2 separate regions of the Macaca mulatta genome follow, and region 2 is linked to region 1. Evidence: chromatin contacts called from public Hi-C data. All regions are on one chromosome and are shown on one strand. Each heading gives the region's core, a stretch centred on a gene start, on an enhancer-like site or on the middle of the called end of the contact. The rest is flanking DNA. Distances are from core to core; before and after follow the strand shown. Region 1 holds the start of VPS29 (VPS29 retromer complex component). Region 2 holds the start of TCTN1 (tectonic family member 1).

The links. Hi-C and Micro-C count contacts between places; a contact is called where the count stands out from the background.
Region 2: a contact with region 1 is called in a Hi-C map of fetal cortex germinal zone, with 2.0 times the contacts expected there. The contact joins the promoter of TCTN1 here to the promoter of VPS29 in region 1. A contact is called at or near these places in 2 of 14 Hi-C or Micro-C datasets (fetal cortex germinal zone and fibroblasts).

Annotation. Positions count from the first base shown.
Region 1 is chr11:117,677,387-117,680,202 of T2T-MMU8v2.0, forward strand. VPS29 (VPS29 retromer complex component) reads right to left here and starts at 1,377. Exons shown (of 4, transcript XM_077955088.1): 1 at 1,300-1,377. RAD9B (RAD9 checkpoint clamp component B) reads left to right here and starts at 1,451. Exons shown (of 12, transcript XR_013401392.1): 1 at 1,451-1,634.
Region 2 is chr11:117,797,002-117,799,817 of T2T-MMU8v2.0, forward strand. TCTN1 (tectonic family member 1) reads left to right here and starts at 1,402. Exons shown (of 16, transcript XR_013401390.1): 1 at 1,402-1,648.

The DNA.
Region 1 (2,816 bases), core at 127-2,626:
GAGAATGGCGTGAACCCAGGAGGCGGAGCTTGCAGTGAGCCGAGATCGCGCCACTGCACTCCAGCCTGGGCGACAGAGCGAGACTCCGTCTCAAAAAAAAAAAAAAAAAAAGAAAAAAAAAGAAAATATGATTACAGGCCGGGCACGGTGGCTCACGCCTGTAACCCAGCACTTTGGGAGGCCGAGGCGGGTGGATCACCTGAGGTCGGGAGTTAGAGACCAGCCTGACCAACATGGTGAAACCCCGTCTCTACTAAAAATACAAAAATTTAGCCGGGCATGGTGGTGGGCGCCTGTAATCCCAGCTACTCGGGAGACTGAGGCAGGAGCTGAGGCTTTAATCTGGGCGGCAGAGGTTGCAGTGAGCCGAGATCGCGGCACTGCACTCCAGCCTGGGCGACAGAGCGAGACTCCATCTCAAAAAAAAAAAAAAGAAGAAAAATACGATTACAGCTATAAGGCCTCTCTAGTAGAGGCCCCCAATTTTTATGTAGGAAGGTCTGAGGGGCACCAACCTACTGGGGGTGAAGGGGTGATTGCTTGAAGGTGGCTGGAGACTAGGCAAGTCTCCAACACCGGCATTCTCCCCAGAAAAAATGTATATATTCATAAAAATTTCCTAACAATTTCAAGGAGTTCACACATCATTAAGGAATCCTACCCTAAAGGGGCGTAGCAACCCGTGGAAAGAAGTAGTTCCAGCAATTGCAAGCGCCAAATCCCGCCCTCTGAGCGCACACCTGTTCATTTCAATGGCAGCTGGATGTTATTTCAGGGGCGAAGAGGGTCGTTTATTCCCTTTCCCTAGATGGGAAACTTAAACGGGTACGAAATTCTGCTCGCTACTTCCCGTTCTGCATTCGAGAGGCCAGCTTCCACCACTACACCCCAACCAGCGGGAGATGCTTTTTTGCGGGAAAGGAGTAGGAAACGTCTGGAAACAGAGGAGGACCGTGCCCCTATCCCCGGAACACTCGAGGTATAGAATCAATGGCCTTCCCTGGCTCGGGAGTGCGGGTCTCGTGACAGGTCGGGCAGCTTAGATGGGCCTTTTTACTCTTTGGATGGCCTCTGGCCCCTTGGGGCCGGGATACGAGACCTAGGCCAGCCGCACCCAGAGGTGGCCGCTCCCTTCCTTCCCTAGCCCTCTTCCTGGGCCTTTCCCAGGCCAGCGCGTAGGCCCTGACGCCGAGGCCTCCGGGATTTCCCAATCCCTCCTCCTGGGACTCCCCACAGCTCCCAACAACGCAGCACCCCAGCCGAGAGCCAGGCCTCTGTCGCCACAGCTGCAGCCCTCACCATCCTGTCACCGGGCTCCGCTCAGTCACCACCGCCGCCGCCGCCCTCTTCCTCAGGCTCCTCGGCGACCCGCCTACTTAACCGCAACCAATGAGCACAGAGGGCGACAGAAATTGCCGTACGGAGGCCCACACGGGCCCTTCCCCGCTGTAAAGCAGTTTGGGAACTTGTGGAGGCGGGGTGGTGGAGTGCAGAGACAAGATCGAGAAGCTTCGAAAAGCGCGGGCAACATCCGGGCACCTGGGCCGTCGAGCTGAGGCGCGCCTTCCGGGCCTGCTTTTTAGAGCGTGTGGTAGCCATGCTGAAGTGCGTGATGAGCGGCAGTCAGGTGAAAGGTGGAGCGGCCTTTGTTGTCTTCCCATTTAGCAGAGGGAAAAGCAGACGTTAATAGGTCGTCCCTACCGTCGTCTAATTTTTCCTCTTTGCCTTTATGTGCAAGGACTGAGGACGCACGCCCTGGCCACAGTCCCACCCACTGAAGGTCCTGTTAGCTTCTGAGGGGAGCATGAGGACCCATCTCGTGTTACTTAAAGGCAGATGTAATATGGGTGGTATCCGGGAAATAGGTTTGTACCATGGGGCCACAAACTCGGGAAGCTGAGGACTGCATGGGGAGGAGTTGAGATAAAAAAATAATGCTTGGACAGTAAAAGTATTTTTTGTGCCAAGAGAAAAGCATTAACCTGTTTGGTTTTTTTTCCCCCCAGATTCTACCATTTTTAAAAATGTTTGACCTTGGAAAAGTCACTAAATCTCTTTGGGGCTCGGTCTCTAAAACCGAAACGGGGGTAATGAGCACCTTCGTCACAGAGTTTGTTTGGAGTCAGTGAAATGGAAATGCATGTAAAGAGCCCAGTAATAGCTGGAATGTACAAAAACTATTAGTATTGTAAACGGCGCTTTCAAAATGGAAATTAGGCCGGGCGCCTTGGCTCACGCCTGTAATCCCAGCACTTTGGGAGGCCAAAGTGGGTGAATCACCTTAGGTCGGGAGTTCGAGACCATCCTGGCTAAGATGATGAAACCCCGTCTCTACTAAAAATACAAAAATTAGCCGGGTACGGGGTAGGCTCCTGTAATCCCAGCTACTTGGAAGGCTGAGGTGAGAGGATCGATTGAGCCTGGGAGGTCGAGGCCTGCTGTGAGTTGAGCTCGCGCCACTGCACTCCAGCCTGGGTGTCAAGAGTGAGACTCTCTCAAAAAAAAAAAAAAAAAAAAAATGAACATTAACAGTGTCATACGGGATCAGACTAGTGTGTTTTCCCGCCCTAAATATGTTTTGTGGTGGGGAAGTCTGGCTACCCTCAAACATCAGAGATGTATGTTGAATACCCCTGATTTCTCACTCATGACTTGTTGTGACTTCGATATCAAGCTATTAAAACCTCTTCAGATTATCTTCTCCATGCACTGTTTTCACAGTTTTTGGGGGAGTCAAATACATTTATCTAAATCAACTTGTAAAATATATTAGTATGGAAACTGGTTTGCCACAGTAGCTCCATGTAACACTGTAA
Region 2 (2,816 bases), core at 152-2,651, 120 kb after region 1:
TCCTAAATAAGCCCATTCAGAATGGACAGGCTTTCCTAAATCTTAGGGTCTCCAGGTCATTTTGTAGCATTACAGTGGATTTGCTTTGTTTTCCCCTTTAAGATGTCTAAATTATTTTACTTAATTTTTGTGAAAGATTTTTGTCTTTAAAAAAGTTCTTAGGCCTGGCGTGGTGGCTCATGCCTGTAATCCCAGCTCTTTGGGAGGCTGAGGTGGGAGGATCACTTGAGGTCAGGAGTTTGTGACTAGCCTGATCAGCATAGTGAGACCCCCTCGCTACAAAAAATAATGATAATAAAAGTTATTAAGTGTTCATTTGTCCCCTTTATCACAATACAGCAGACAGAAGTTATGTGGCAACCTTGTGAGATGCAGCTAAAACAAAAAAGGTGAAGCCAGTGTTGACAGAGTCTGGGATAGAGAGAATTCAGGGACAGTGATCTCACAGATCCCTATGCTCCTTTGAAACACCCACATTAGTGGTGTTGAGACGGCGCTTCCCAAATTTCCATCCAACTCATCTGCTTGTGTCGGGACATTTGTTAAAAATATTTATTCCTGGCTGGGAGTGGTGGCTCATGCCTGTAATCCCAACTACTCAGGACTCAAGAGGCTGAAGCAGGTGGATCACTTGAACCCAGGAGTTTGAGACCAGTCTGGGCGACGCCTGGGAGGGAGACCCGGGCGACGGAGGGAGACCTCGTCTCTACAAAAAAATACAAAAATTAGCTGGGTATGGTGGCGCGCGCATGAGTTCCCAGCTACTCAGGAGGTTGAAGTGGGAGGATTGCTTGAGCCCCAGAGGTCGAGGCTGCAATGAGCCGAGATCGAACCACTGCACTCCAGCCTGGGCGACATGTCGAGTGAGACCCTGTCTCAAAAAAATCCCCCAAAAACTGATTCCTGGGTCCTGTCCTAGACTTACTGACTCAGGATCTCCTGAGGTGGTACCTGGAAATCCGTCTTTTTTTTTTTTTTTTTTGGTTGAGACAGAGTCTCGCACTGTCGCCCAGGCTGCAGTGCAGTGGCACGCTCACGGCTCACTGTAGCCTCCACCTCCTGGGTTCAAGCGATTCTCCTGCCTCAGTCTCCCGAGTAGCTGGAACTACAGAAAATCCACATTTTTTAAGTAAGCGCCGCAGACCGGTTGGGAACCACAGCTGGGATTTACACGCCTCTCGTTTATGCCAGCTTCACAGCCGCTCACTAGTGCTCGCCCTAGTGCCTGCCATCGCTGCCTCACCCAGGCTCCGCCCTCTGGCCTCATCCAGGATCCGCCCCCTGCCTCATCCAGGCTTCGCCCCCGTCAGTCTCCGGCAGCTTCTCGCGGCTTAGCAAGCCGCTTCCCGTGATGCCTCGCGCCTGGGTGTAGCGGTTGCCGGGCAACGCGCGGTCCCTGGCGCGGGCGTAGCTGGGACCCGCTGGAAGATGAGGCCGCGAGGCCTCCCGCCGCTCTTGGTGGTACTCCTGAGCTGCTGGGCCTCCGTGAGCGCCCAGACCGAAGCCACCCCGGCGGTGACGACAGAGGGCCTCAACTCCACCGAGGCAGCCCTGGCGACTTTCGGACCTTTCCCGTCGACCAGGCCCCCTGGTACTCCTAGAGCACCAGGGTCCTCCTCCGGCCCCAGGCCTACCCCAGTCACGGACGGTGGGTACTATGTGCCAGCTCCTGTGGTCCACAGGGATCCAACCTCAAGGGGGCAGCCCGGGTGAGGACGTAATAATGATAGCTAACGCTTATTGAGCACTTACTGTGTGCATACACTAAGTGTTCCATAAACGTCCGTTCTTTAAACAATAACCCTGAGAGGTAGCTCTTACTATCACTGTCATGTAAATGAGAAAACCGGGTCTCAGAGAGTTTAAGTGGTACGGTATCAGACCTTTGAAAATACTTGAAGTGATCCCAGACAACAGTAATGCAAAGAGCAATAATGAATGAATCCTTGCAGCCCAAGACGAAATTAAGTCGAGACAATGGTGGAAATTGGTGCCTAGGCTGCATGGAACTTTCACTTAAAGAGAGGCCAAAGGTCTATCTTACTAAATGTGACTAGGTTAAGACGCTTGTCTGTTGACCTGAATTCTAAAAACCCAGGATTCCTCCTGTGTTGAATTGGAGGTGGGAAGCCATGGAGGGAGGGGTTATGCTCACTTCTTAGGAGTCATATTTAGGGATAATTAACATTTTTTTTTTCAGAAAATGATTGTCTAATTCTAGAATTACACATTTAGTGGAAATATTTTATAATCTAATTTGACGTTTGGCTGGCGCCGTGGCTCACGCCTGTAATCCCAGCACTTTGGGAGGCCAAGTCGGGTGGATTGCTTGAGGTAGGAGTTCAAGATCTGCCTGGTCAACATGGCGAAACCCAGTCTCTACTAAAAATAGAAAAATTAGCCGGGCATGGTGGTGCATGCCTGTAATCCCAGTTACTCGGGAGGCTGAGGCAGGAGAATAGCTTGAACCCAGGAGGCAGAGGTTGCCGTAATTACCACTGCACTCCAGACTGGGCGACAGAGCAAGACTGTCTCAAAAAAAAAAAAAAAAAAAAAAAAAAAAAAATTGACGTGGATGACTTCAGAGAATGACTGTGACCCTCTAAGATTGAGTGCAAAACTTTGTGAATATGCCTTTTCCTGAGATGAGAGTTCATAGCAGCCGATTCTTAAAGTGGTTCATGATCTCAAAGTTTTTAAAATTTTCCAGTTGTGTGGATTGAGAGTAACCCCAATAGGTATGCAGTACTTTAAATCTTTTTTTCAGTCTTTTTTTTTTTTTTTTTTTTTTTTTTGAGGCGAGGTCTCACTCTGTT